3 separate regions of the Sus scrofa genome follow, and regions 2 and 3 are each linked to region 1. Evidence: chromatin contacts called from public HiChIP or PLAC-seq and promoter capture Hi-C data. All regions are on one chromosome and are shown on one strand. Each heading gives the region's core, a stretch centred on a gene start, on an enhancer-like site or on the middle of the called end of the contact. The rest is flanking DNA. Distances are from core to core; before and after follow the strand shown. Region 1 holds the start of XRN1 (5'-3' exoribonuclease 1). Region 2 holds the start of GK5 (putative glycerol kinase 5). Region 3 holds the start of TFDP2 (transcription factor Dp-2).

Region 1 (3,122 bases), core at 460-2,959:
CTGATACCTCTTTATATTTGCTTTTTTTCTATCACTATTAATGACAAAAATCAAACATTTTGGAAAGGCATCCCTTTAATGAACCAAGTTTTAAACCTATTGTTAATGTTCACATCACAAAATTAACTTATTTTTGTCAGTAACAAAATGCTTCAAGACAGAGAAAATCCAAGATCCTTACACCAAACCAAATTCTGTGCCAAAGAGTACAGAGTAAAAATATTACTGAGATTATGTACTATCAAGTCAGTCTTAATAGCAAACACACTTTTTAAGCTTAGAGATAAAGTGATACGCATGGCACGTACTCAAATATTTGTTGAGTGAAAGATCTAGGGAAAAAACCCAATTCAGGTGTCACCACTTTTATCCTCTTTTTTGGAAAGAAATGTTTCCCTAAATTTAACTCAGCTCATGTTTTGAGTAAATTAAAGACAAACTACCATTCTTGAACTTTTGGTAAGCTTTTCCTCATATACCAAGTCAATCAGAATCCAACAACAAAGAATCCTTTCTGGAAGTTAAACCACCTTCATGCTTATAGTACTTTTTAAAAAGAATAAACAAAAAATAATAAAAATAAAAAGAATAAACAATAATTTAGCAGAGTTCACTGGATTATTTCCCCCCATATTAATACAATGCTATCATCACAACTAACTCAATTAGCTATACAAATTTCAAAGCTGGTTATTTTCCTTTAAAATAAAAAATGGATGAGAGGTATCCAAACTTAAACTCCCAAACACTAGTTCCAAAGTCTACTTTACCTAATAGATGTCTGCTTGCCATTTATTTCTGCAGCCCCAATATATAAACTACATTTTTGAAGTCGGCACATAAACAATGCCCTGGGGTCACTATACACTGGATATTAGTATTACTAGTAGGAATGCTCTAACAATGTTTCTTTCTCTCTCCCCTCGTCTCCCCCCGCCCCCCGCGCCATGAAGCTTTCAAATAACTGCCCCCGCCCCGTCCAAAGGTATTTTTTGGAACAGGGGAGCCGTATGGTCCTTGCGGTAATAGAAAAAGAACAACAAAAGGTATCATAAATATGGACCATCAGCCACGTAAAAAAGTCTAGGCGTTGGGGGTGGGGCGGGATGCAGGTCTTGAGTAAACAAGGTGATTCAACTGCGGAGGTGGTTATTATTGTTTGTACGTGGATCTGTTGCTTTGGGAGGGGATGGGGGAAGGTCCTAAGACATCCACTCCTGCTTCGAAACCTCCATAAAGAAAACGAAACCTGCAGCCCCCGGGGGAGAAAATCAAGGGGAATCGCGACAGGCCCTGCCCCGGCAGGAGCTGTCAGAACCGCCTCGATACCCGCGACTCTGCCCACAGGAAGGCGACCTGCGTCTTCGCCCCCACTCTGATCATCAGGGCGTCCTCAAACATTCTGTTCCCCTCCCTTCGCCACTCATCCAGCTGACGACGAGCAAGAGGAGGCTGGGGAGCCCGGGTCCCAGGGTGGAGGGAGGGCCGCGGCGCCCCACGTCCTCCGCCATCCCGAGCCACAGCCCTCTTGCTCACCCACCTGATGCTCTTTCACGACTTCGCTGAGGCAGGGATATCTCTCAGAGATCCATCGGTAAAACTTAGGGACTCCCATTTCGACCGTCAATACTAACTCCAGTCAGGGCCAAAGCGAAACCAAACGCCCCGCCGTGGCCTACGCCGCCGCCTCCGGGCCGTCGCTCCGCGGATGACAACACACCGCCCGCCCGACCATAGAGAGCGCCCGCCGTGGCTAGAGCGGCCGGATTCGGGCCGCATCCCGGGGCGGGGTCTATCTCGGCTCTAACCCGCCGTCGCCCCGCTAGCGTAGTTACCTCTAAGCAAGCGGAAGCGGTTTTGAGCGTTTGTGTTAAATTTAGTTCTGAAAACGTCAGTTGATCGCTCTCTAAGTGGATTTGAAGGGTGTGAAAACCTCCGGAGACGGCTTAACACTGTCTTGTGCTGGCTGCTTCGGGCTCCTGCGATTACCATTCTCACTACTTTTCAACACACATTTGGAAAGGTCTGGTGATTTATTTGGTTTACTTTTTTCTGTGAGGGGAAATTGTTTTTTCTTCGCGCATTGTAAACCTACAGCAGAGTTTCTTTTAAAATTTTTCTAAGTTATTTGCCAAAAACAATTTAACTCTCTTCCACCCCCACCCAGCTTCCTACTTCACTCTTAATATTGGGCCTTTGATAGGAAAGTAATGTTTAGTTTTCACATTTATACTTCTTGGGTTACTATATTTTCCCCATCACACTTACAGCTCTAACAAAAGGCAGCATTCTATGTGAATTTAAGTGAAATTATCTTTGTTATAAAAAGCTCTCCATTTATTTGTATGTAATAACCTGCTTTGTAATTATTATGAATTATTTAAAATCTTCTGCAATAGTAGCCCCCAAATTTAATGACATTAAAAAGTTCTTAGATTTTAGAATCGCATGAAATTTTAAGTATTGCTATTTCTCAAAACCACTGAATTCTGCATTCCAGTACACTTTTGGCATGGCAGCATCTTCAAGATTACAGAATATTTATATAGTTTTGATATTCACGCAAATTGGCTAATGTGTTTTTTTTCCTCCACCACATTTTCAACTATACAAAAAAAAAAAACAGTTTTATTAAGTGAGCCTAAGGATGTGCTATTTATACCTCTCTAACTAGACAGTTACCAGAGAGCAAGGAACCTAGCTCTGTGCATAAATATACCATAGTGCTTTGTCTACAGTATTTATTGAATATAATTTTTTGCTGTTCAGATGAATCCTTATCCTAGTACTTAAAATCAGTGAAAGTTGTAAAATGAAATTAGGCTGGCTTGTTTCTTGCAAATACATCTTTTCAGAGCATAAGAACATATGATATTCCATTTCTCTGGTTGGTTATAATACACACTACATATTAAGAAAGCAGTTTATTTCTTAACATATATTATTTTAAATATTATTAACAATCAGGGAGAAATATCAGTTACTCTGAGAACATAAACATATGTTGTACTTTAGAAGTGAATAGATAGAACCACAAATTAATACCAAATACATTACATTTAGATTATTAACAGAGTCTTTGGAGTAATTCCATTTCACATATATGGGGTCCAACCAAGGTA
Region 2 (3,338 bases), core at 360-2,859, 140 kb before region 1:
TCATTTACTCACATATCCTTCCAGACACCTCCACAGTTCAGCCTGAGCAAACCACTCTAGTCTCCTGCTACTCACAGCAATCTTGATTTACCTTTGAAATCCTTACCTAATTTCTTGAAAGAAAGAAGAAAAAAATAGAATGATTCCCCCAAACTATACAGCAACTATGAAACTTTGTTTTCTTCTAACAAATTTCTTCTAACAGAAATTCTGTATCCAAATACTGATTCCAAATACTCCAACTCCTTAAAAAAGCAAAAAACAAACAAACAAACAAACAAAAAAACTCTGCCTAAACACAAAAGTACTTTGTGTCCAGAATTATAAGGGAGACTTGTGAAAAGTATCACCGTGTTCTGATAAAGACTCAAAAAGATAAGGAGCACATAGTTTCTAAGGACAGAGTCTGCCTTTTGTCTCTCCTTTCAGGTGGGGGTAGGGGTGAGTGGGCAGTACTCACCCTTTCCTGCACAGGTGGACGCAGAAAGGACCAGGGAGCTGCTCTAGTCCCAGCTCCCTGTCCCGGTTCTGACACCAGCATGAGGAAGTCCTCAACACGAGCGCTCAAAGAACTGTTTTGACTGGACCTGCTCCTGGGCAACTGCTAAGGCAGAAAACCGCTTCTAAAGGGGGTGGGAAGAAGGGTGGGAATCCAGCAAAAGGGGAGCTCTGTGCTGCTGGGAATGGGTTAGGTAATAGCTCCTGCTCGCCCTAACACTGCTAATATAAAAAGAAGTTGGTATTGGACAGAAGAGTAAATAACTTCCCGTATCCATGGAAATGAGCTGCTCAGCACTTTGGGAAACAGTTAATAATGGCAAATGAAGAACGGACATAAAGTCAAATCCCATCAAGATCTGAAAATTTTAAATGTAAATAAAGACAGTGTTGGAGGTCTACCAAGGAAGTGCAGGAAAAACCAAGCAAATCACAAAGTACCCTCTGGCTAGATATGCGCAGTCCGCCCTACCCTGCCCAGCCCCGGGAGTCACCGCATTCTCACCCAGGTAAGGCCAGAGGGGCGAATCCCCAGGTGAGAGGAAGCTAGTGAGCGGCCCCGGGTGACAAAGCGGGCCCCTAGGGTCCTCAGCCGGGACAGGAAAGGCGCACGGGTTTCAGTCTGACCCAGGAGGGAATGCGGTGACCTGGCCGATCCCGGCGCCCCGATCAAGACCAAGGGCCGGCGGTGCTGCAGGTGGCGGCCTCCAGGCCGGATGAGGCGGTCCCGCCCTCTCTGCGCCCACGATCGGATCCCGGGCGTCTTGCGCGACGCTGACCCGCAGCCCCGACGCCCGCTCCCCAGTCACCTTCTGCGCGCTGGAACCGCAGATCCGCGCCGCGCGGTCATAGACGTGGCAGCGAATCACCGAGCTGCCCACGTCCAGCCCCAGTACGAAGCCTGCGCGCCGCCCGTCCGGCGCGCTCTGCTCCTGGCGTTCCTGCTCTGCAACGGTGGACAGCTCGGACATCCCGACCCGAACGCCTCTCTACCGCAGCCGCCAGCCGAGCAGGCTAGTTCCAAACACTCGCACCGCAGGAGCGGAGCGCGCCCAACCGGGCCACCGCCCCCGGCCCGCCCCGCCCCCTCCGCGAGCTCCGGGAGCGGCCCCGCCCCTGCCGAGGGCCCCGCCCCGACGCCGTGACGTCACGGCTGCGCAGGGCCCCTTCGCTGGAGCGCGCGCGGGCCGAGTGGCCGCCTGGGGGCGTAGAGGCGAGTGTGTTTTCGGTGGGACTTTGGAGCCCCAGCTCACGCACGTGGCCCAGTTCTCCAAACACCCGCCGCTCTCGGCGTTTCCCGGCCGGTAATTTTCATGATTTCCCTCCTCATGCCGAGCATCATGCAGGAAGTGCCTGCGTTTCTTTTGTTTGTTTTTGCTTTTTATGGCCACTACTGCGGGCATATGGAGGTTCCCAGGCTGTAGGTCAAATGGTAGCTGTAGCTGCCCGCCCAGGCCACAGCAACGCAGGCTCCGGCAGGATCGGAGCCGCGCCTGCGACCTACATCACAGCTCACCGCAAGTCCGGATCCTTAACCCACTGAGTCAGGCCAGGGATTGAACCTCTGTCCTCATGGATGCTAGTCAGATTGGTTAACCACTGAGCCGCTAGGGGAACTTCGCCTGCTATTCTTTTAACTCTTAAAAGGAAATACAAAATTGGGCCAAAGGTATTTATTAATAAACTGTGAGTTTCCCAAGACTTCTCCCCAGAAAACCTGGTCAGATACACACAATACTTCTCAATAAATACTTGCTAAATGAAATAACACTCAACCAGTGAGACCTTTCGCAGCCCTCTGGTCGGAGGAAGGAGCACAGCGCAAGGCATCTGTTTTTACCGTCAAACTCCACCCCAACGATTGCTTTTTCAAGAATCTGAAAGCCCCTTTACCTTTCCTGCCTCAAAAGCATGAGATCTTCCCCTCAGAGGGCAGGAAGGACGCATGTGGTAATTTTGAGTTTCCTTCCGTTTTGATCACCAGCTTTGAATCCAAGGGGATTTTTGAGGGGTGGTCCAGCTCCAAGTCCTTATCTGTGGGGAGTGGGGAGGTGTCAAGACCTGTTCCAGCCACCACTCCACCTCCAGCCCCCCAAAAACCCAGTACCTGAAAATATTCATTACCTTTTTGTAAAATTATGAAAGTAATATGGATATGCGTTTTTTGTGAAAAAGTTCAACAGTGAAGAGTGGTATACTGGAGTTCCTGTTGTAGCGTAGGCGAAATGAATCCGACTAGTAACCATGAGGTTTGGGGTTGGATCCCTGCCTTGGCTCAGTGGGTTAAGGATCCAGCATTTGCCGTGAGCTGTGGTATAGGCCACAGTCACGGCTAGGATCCTGACTTGCTGTGGCTGTGGTGAAGGCCAGCAATTGTAGCTCCGATTCAACCCCTAGCCTGGGAACCTCCATATGCAGCCCTAAAAATAAATGAAATAAAATAATAAAATAAAATAAATAGTGGTATACTGATTAATAAGTAAAGGATATTCCTTTTGAACCAAATTGTTCTTTTGACAAAACTGTCTGTTAACCAACTCCCTTTCAGCGAATTTGACCAAATTGGGTTCTTTTGTTATGTTACTTGAAGCTTGGAGCAAGTACCTGAAAGAGTATGGGGTGGGAGTGGAGGGTTGTTTGGTTTGGGTTTTGAGCTTTGCACTCTGTCTCTGTCCATTTGTCCCATTTGGCCCCAGGACTGTTCACCAGTGGTGACTGTTTGGCTGAGTCATATGTACTCTGTATTATGTTAATACCCTGTATCATAATTTGAAATGAATGACTAATGGGTCATCTACAGGCCAGAGTTCTCCAGAGAAAGAGAACCAATGGGATAGAGA
Region 3 (3,247 bases), core at 54-2,553, 240 kb before region 1:
CTTACTAAAAAGAGAGTAAAGAAGTGGGAAGGGAGTCTGAATCCTCAGAGATAGAATGAGGAAGAGAAAAGCATTCAAAGTATTCAAAGGCTCAAAAGGAGCTTCAGCAGTGAATACAGAAAGGGATGATGAGCCTGTTAACTGTTTCAGCAGAAAAAAGAGAAACATCAATAGAGGGACCTTTTACAAACCACCATTCACGGTGGTCAATTAAAGGCCTAACTCATTCAGGGCAGAGCACTTAATAGGAGATGAGCTTTGTTCCAAAGGGTTCCACCTATTAGTCCATTTACTCCCGGCAACAACCCGAATAGGTGGATACTCTTTTACAGATGAAGAAAGAGACCACACGCAAGGTAATACCAGCTGGTAGCAGAGGCTGAGAGCTCACCCACTTGGCTGCATAGTCTCTCTACAAGATCCTACAAAAACCTTTATACTTTTCTGGAAGGTGGAGAGGGGAGGAGACCTTGGCTCTCTGGAATTTCTCAAAGGAGCCTGGGCCCCAAAAGTGATCCTCTACTTTAGAGAAAAGTTCCCTTATGGGGGCGATGAGGTTCTTCCAATCGCAAAAGGCTTTGGCACTCTGAAATACACCTGATAGAGAGAGATGGAGGCCTATGGGTCATGAAAGGAGGAAAAGTCGGAAACCTAGACTTAACGCCATCCTTCTCCCCTGAAGATGCCGAGAGAGGAGAAAGCAGCCTTTCCTCTCTTCCACGAGGCGTGACTCAGGCACGGTGGCTCACTCCAATTTGTACGGGGGAGTGGGGTAGTAGGGGAGTCTCGAGTTTCCGACTCTTCCCCAGACCCTTAAGGGTTACTCGGCGAGGCCTGGAAGAACGCGTGGGAATAAACAGATGGGACCCGAGGTTGCAAGGGGGCCGGAGGCTCATGGAGGGAAACCTGCCCGGGAACTCGGCGGGCCGAATCCAGAGGCCCTCGGCACGGAGCCCGCGCCCTCGCCCTGGACCTTACCGCCGCTAGGTTGCAGAGGACAAGGCGGCCACGCAGGGCTCTTCTTCGAGCCTGGGGCGCGTCTTCGGGCGCCGCCGCTCCAGTGGCGCCGGCGCTTGGCGGCGGCCAGGTCCCGGTGGATTTACACTCGGGGCAGGGTGGGCGATCCGCGGCCTGCCCAGTGGAGGCCCTGGAGTTCGAGGCCCCGGGACGCCGACCGCGCGCGCGCGCGACCTCGAGCCTGCCCAAAGAGGAAGGGTCAGGGCGCGCCCCGCTTACCGAGCAGCTCCGGCGGCTGCAGCAGAGAGCGCTGGCGGCTTCGTCCGCCCTTTCCCGGCCCCGCCACTGCCCCGCTTCCCCCGCGCGAGCTTTGGCGGCGGAGCAGCACGGTGAGCGCCGATTGGCCTTCGGCATGAGTGACGTAAGGCGCCTCTCCCCACGCATTGGCCAAGCCGGCGGTGCGTGCAAGGAGTAAACAAACCCCGCCCCCAGGCTTCCCAAAGAGAGGAGGGGGCCGCCAGGTGGGGAAGCGGGGTCTCTTGCACTCTGCACCGGCCTTGGGTAGCTCACTGGAGGTTCCTGGTGGGCCCCCCGCAGCGGTCCCACCACACGGCTCCCCGGCCCCCTCCAGGGCAGGCTACAGGCCTGAGGCCTAAAATATATAGAAACACCCTCCCCTGTCTCCCCTGGCCATGGTGGGAATCTTGACTTTTTCATCCTCCCCCATCCCCTCAGCCTAAAGCAGGAAAACCCTATCTCCCTTAGAAAAGGGGGAACTAGGGCGGTTACATCTCCGTCCCTAGGCATTCGAATGGGTCATCTCCAGGGGAGCAGAGTGAAGGAGAATGGGGACAAGTGATTGAGGCCACGTGTGAGGCCAAGTGTGCAATACCCTGTGAATTGTTCAGACAGTGGGTTAGAGAGCCCCGGGATGTGGGTCCTTCAATCACTGGCATATAAGATCCAAACCAGGCCAGGTCACTAGAAGCTGAAGAGAAAATCACGGCTCCTATCCCCAAATACACTTCCAATATTAATACATTTTATTAATTGTGTGCCTATCTGAAAATCATGTGAGCTTACATTTTAGTGGGGTGGGAAAGACAATATGCAAAAGAGATAAGCAAGATATTAGCTGTTACATGCTGGTACACATGCTGTGGGGAAAACAGTCTAGTAGAGAGGGTGTTTGAAGGATGGCTTGTCTTAAACACAGTACCCAGGGAAGGCAGCAGGAAAGGTGCCATTTAAATAAATACCTAAACGAGGTGGGGGAGGTGAGAAAGTACCTTTGGACCTTTCTCTGGGGTGGAGTGGAGAGATAATTTCTGCATAATTGTACCTAGATAAAGTCAGGCGTTCAAGAATGCCAAAGGCAGTCTCCTTGGACTGATTCTAAAATGCAAAAGCCCCGATGGAGTCATTACCTTGCATTTTTTCAGTAACAAATCAATAGGTTTTGTTTAGTTTCCACAGAAATTTTGTTAAGGTTTCAACTTCAATACTTTTCAGACACTCTAGGCACAAAGGTATGAACATGAGCAAAAGAGACAAAACTTCTTTCCTCAGGGAGCTCAGTCTAGCAGGGGAGATGGATTGTAAATCTCCCCAGCACAAGGTGTAAGCAAGACACAGAGTACAAAGTGTAAGCAGTTGTGGCGGGAGAAACAGAGCAGTGCTTGGGCTCATGGGGGAGGGGTGGTGGTAGATAATCTTAAGGAGCTGGACCCCAAGATCTCTTTATCTGTGAAGACAACTCAGGGCTAAATTTTAGAGTAAGGCTATGGTTATCAGGGATTCTCTAAGCTCTTGGTAAATTTTTAAGGTGAGAATCTGAACATAATAGTAAGTTCAACCATATGAAATTGCTCATATCGGGCAATTTTCCTATGGCTCAACTTACTCTTTTAGAGTTAAGATGAGGATTTTGCAATATAATGCATATAGTAAGGGTTCTACCAATGATTGCAATTATTATGATCACTTGAGAATAGTGCTTTTGGAAAAAAAAATTATTTAAAAGTCAATGTTTCATAACACCTTCCAAAACCATGAAGTAAAATGGGCAGTGCAAGTTTCAAATTTTCCATATACTGGTTTGATCTAGCTGTGAATTTCCATGACCTAATCAGGGTATGCTGTAAAAGACACTAAATGCTAGTTTCACAGCAGGCCAAGAAATTCAGAATAAGGAACAGCTTGGTTTTGAAGCCAAAAACTGAAAATTCTTCAGAACAGAATAAATTGTCAGGTTGCTTCAGGGAGGAAAATTCATGTAAATCAATTTTGC

Evidence for each region. Promoter capture Hi-C pulls out the DNA fragments that hold promoters and counts their contacts. HiChIP or PLAC-seq counts read pairs in DNA pulled down with a chosen protein or histone mark.
Region 2: a contact with region 1 is called in an H3K27ac HiChIP or PLAC-seq map of alveolar macrophages. The contact joins the promoter of GK5 here to the promoter of XRN1 in region 1. A contact is called at or near these places in 1 of 5 promoter capture datasets (fetal liver), 2 of 47 Hi-C or Micro-C datasets (fetal liver and liver) and 2 of 2 datasets of contacts at active chromatin or transcription factors (alveolar macrophages and skeletal muscle).
Region 3: a promoter capture Hi-C map of fetal liver shows a contact between it and region 1, with 3 times the contacts expected there. The contact joins the promoter of TFDP2 here to the promoter of XRN1 in region 1. A contact is called at or near these places in 3 of 5 promoter capture datasets (fetal liver, fetal skeletal muscle and liver), 1 of 47 Hi-C or Micro-C datasets (heart right ventricle) and 2 of 2 datasets of contacts at active chromatin or transcription factors (alveolar macrophages and skeletal muscle).

Annotation. Positions count from the first base shown.
Region 1 is chr13:83,172,788-83,175,909 of Sscrofa11.1, forward strand. It overlaps XRN1 (5'-3' exoribonuclease 1), which reads right to left and starts at 1,710. Exons shown (of 44, transcript XM_005669915.3): 1 at 1,541-1,710. The coding sequence starts at 1,615. ATR (serine/threonine-protein kinase ATR) reads right to left here. Exons shown (of 47, transcript XM_021069571.1): 47 at 2,728-3,122. The coding sequence ends at 3,096.
Region 2 is chr13:83,033,980-83,037,317 of Sscrofa11.1, forward strand. It overlaps GK5 (putative glycerol kinase 5), which reads right to left and starts at 1,610. Exons shown (of 16, transcript XM_003483257.4): 1 at 1,308-1,610. The coding sequence starts at 1,469.
Region 3 is chr13:82,936,378-82,939,624 of Sscrofa11.1, forward strand. TFDP2 (transcription factor Dp-2) reads right to left here and starts at 1,304. Exons shown (of 11, transcript XM_021069559.1): 1 at 1,237-1,304.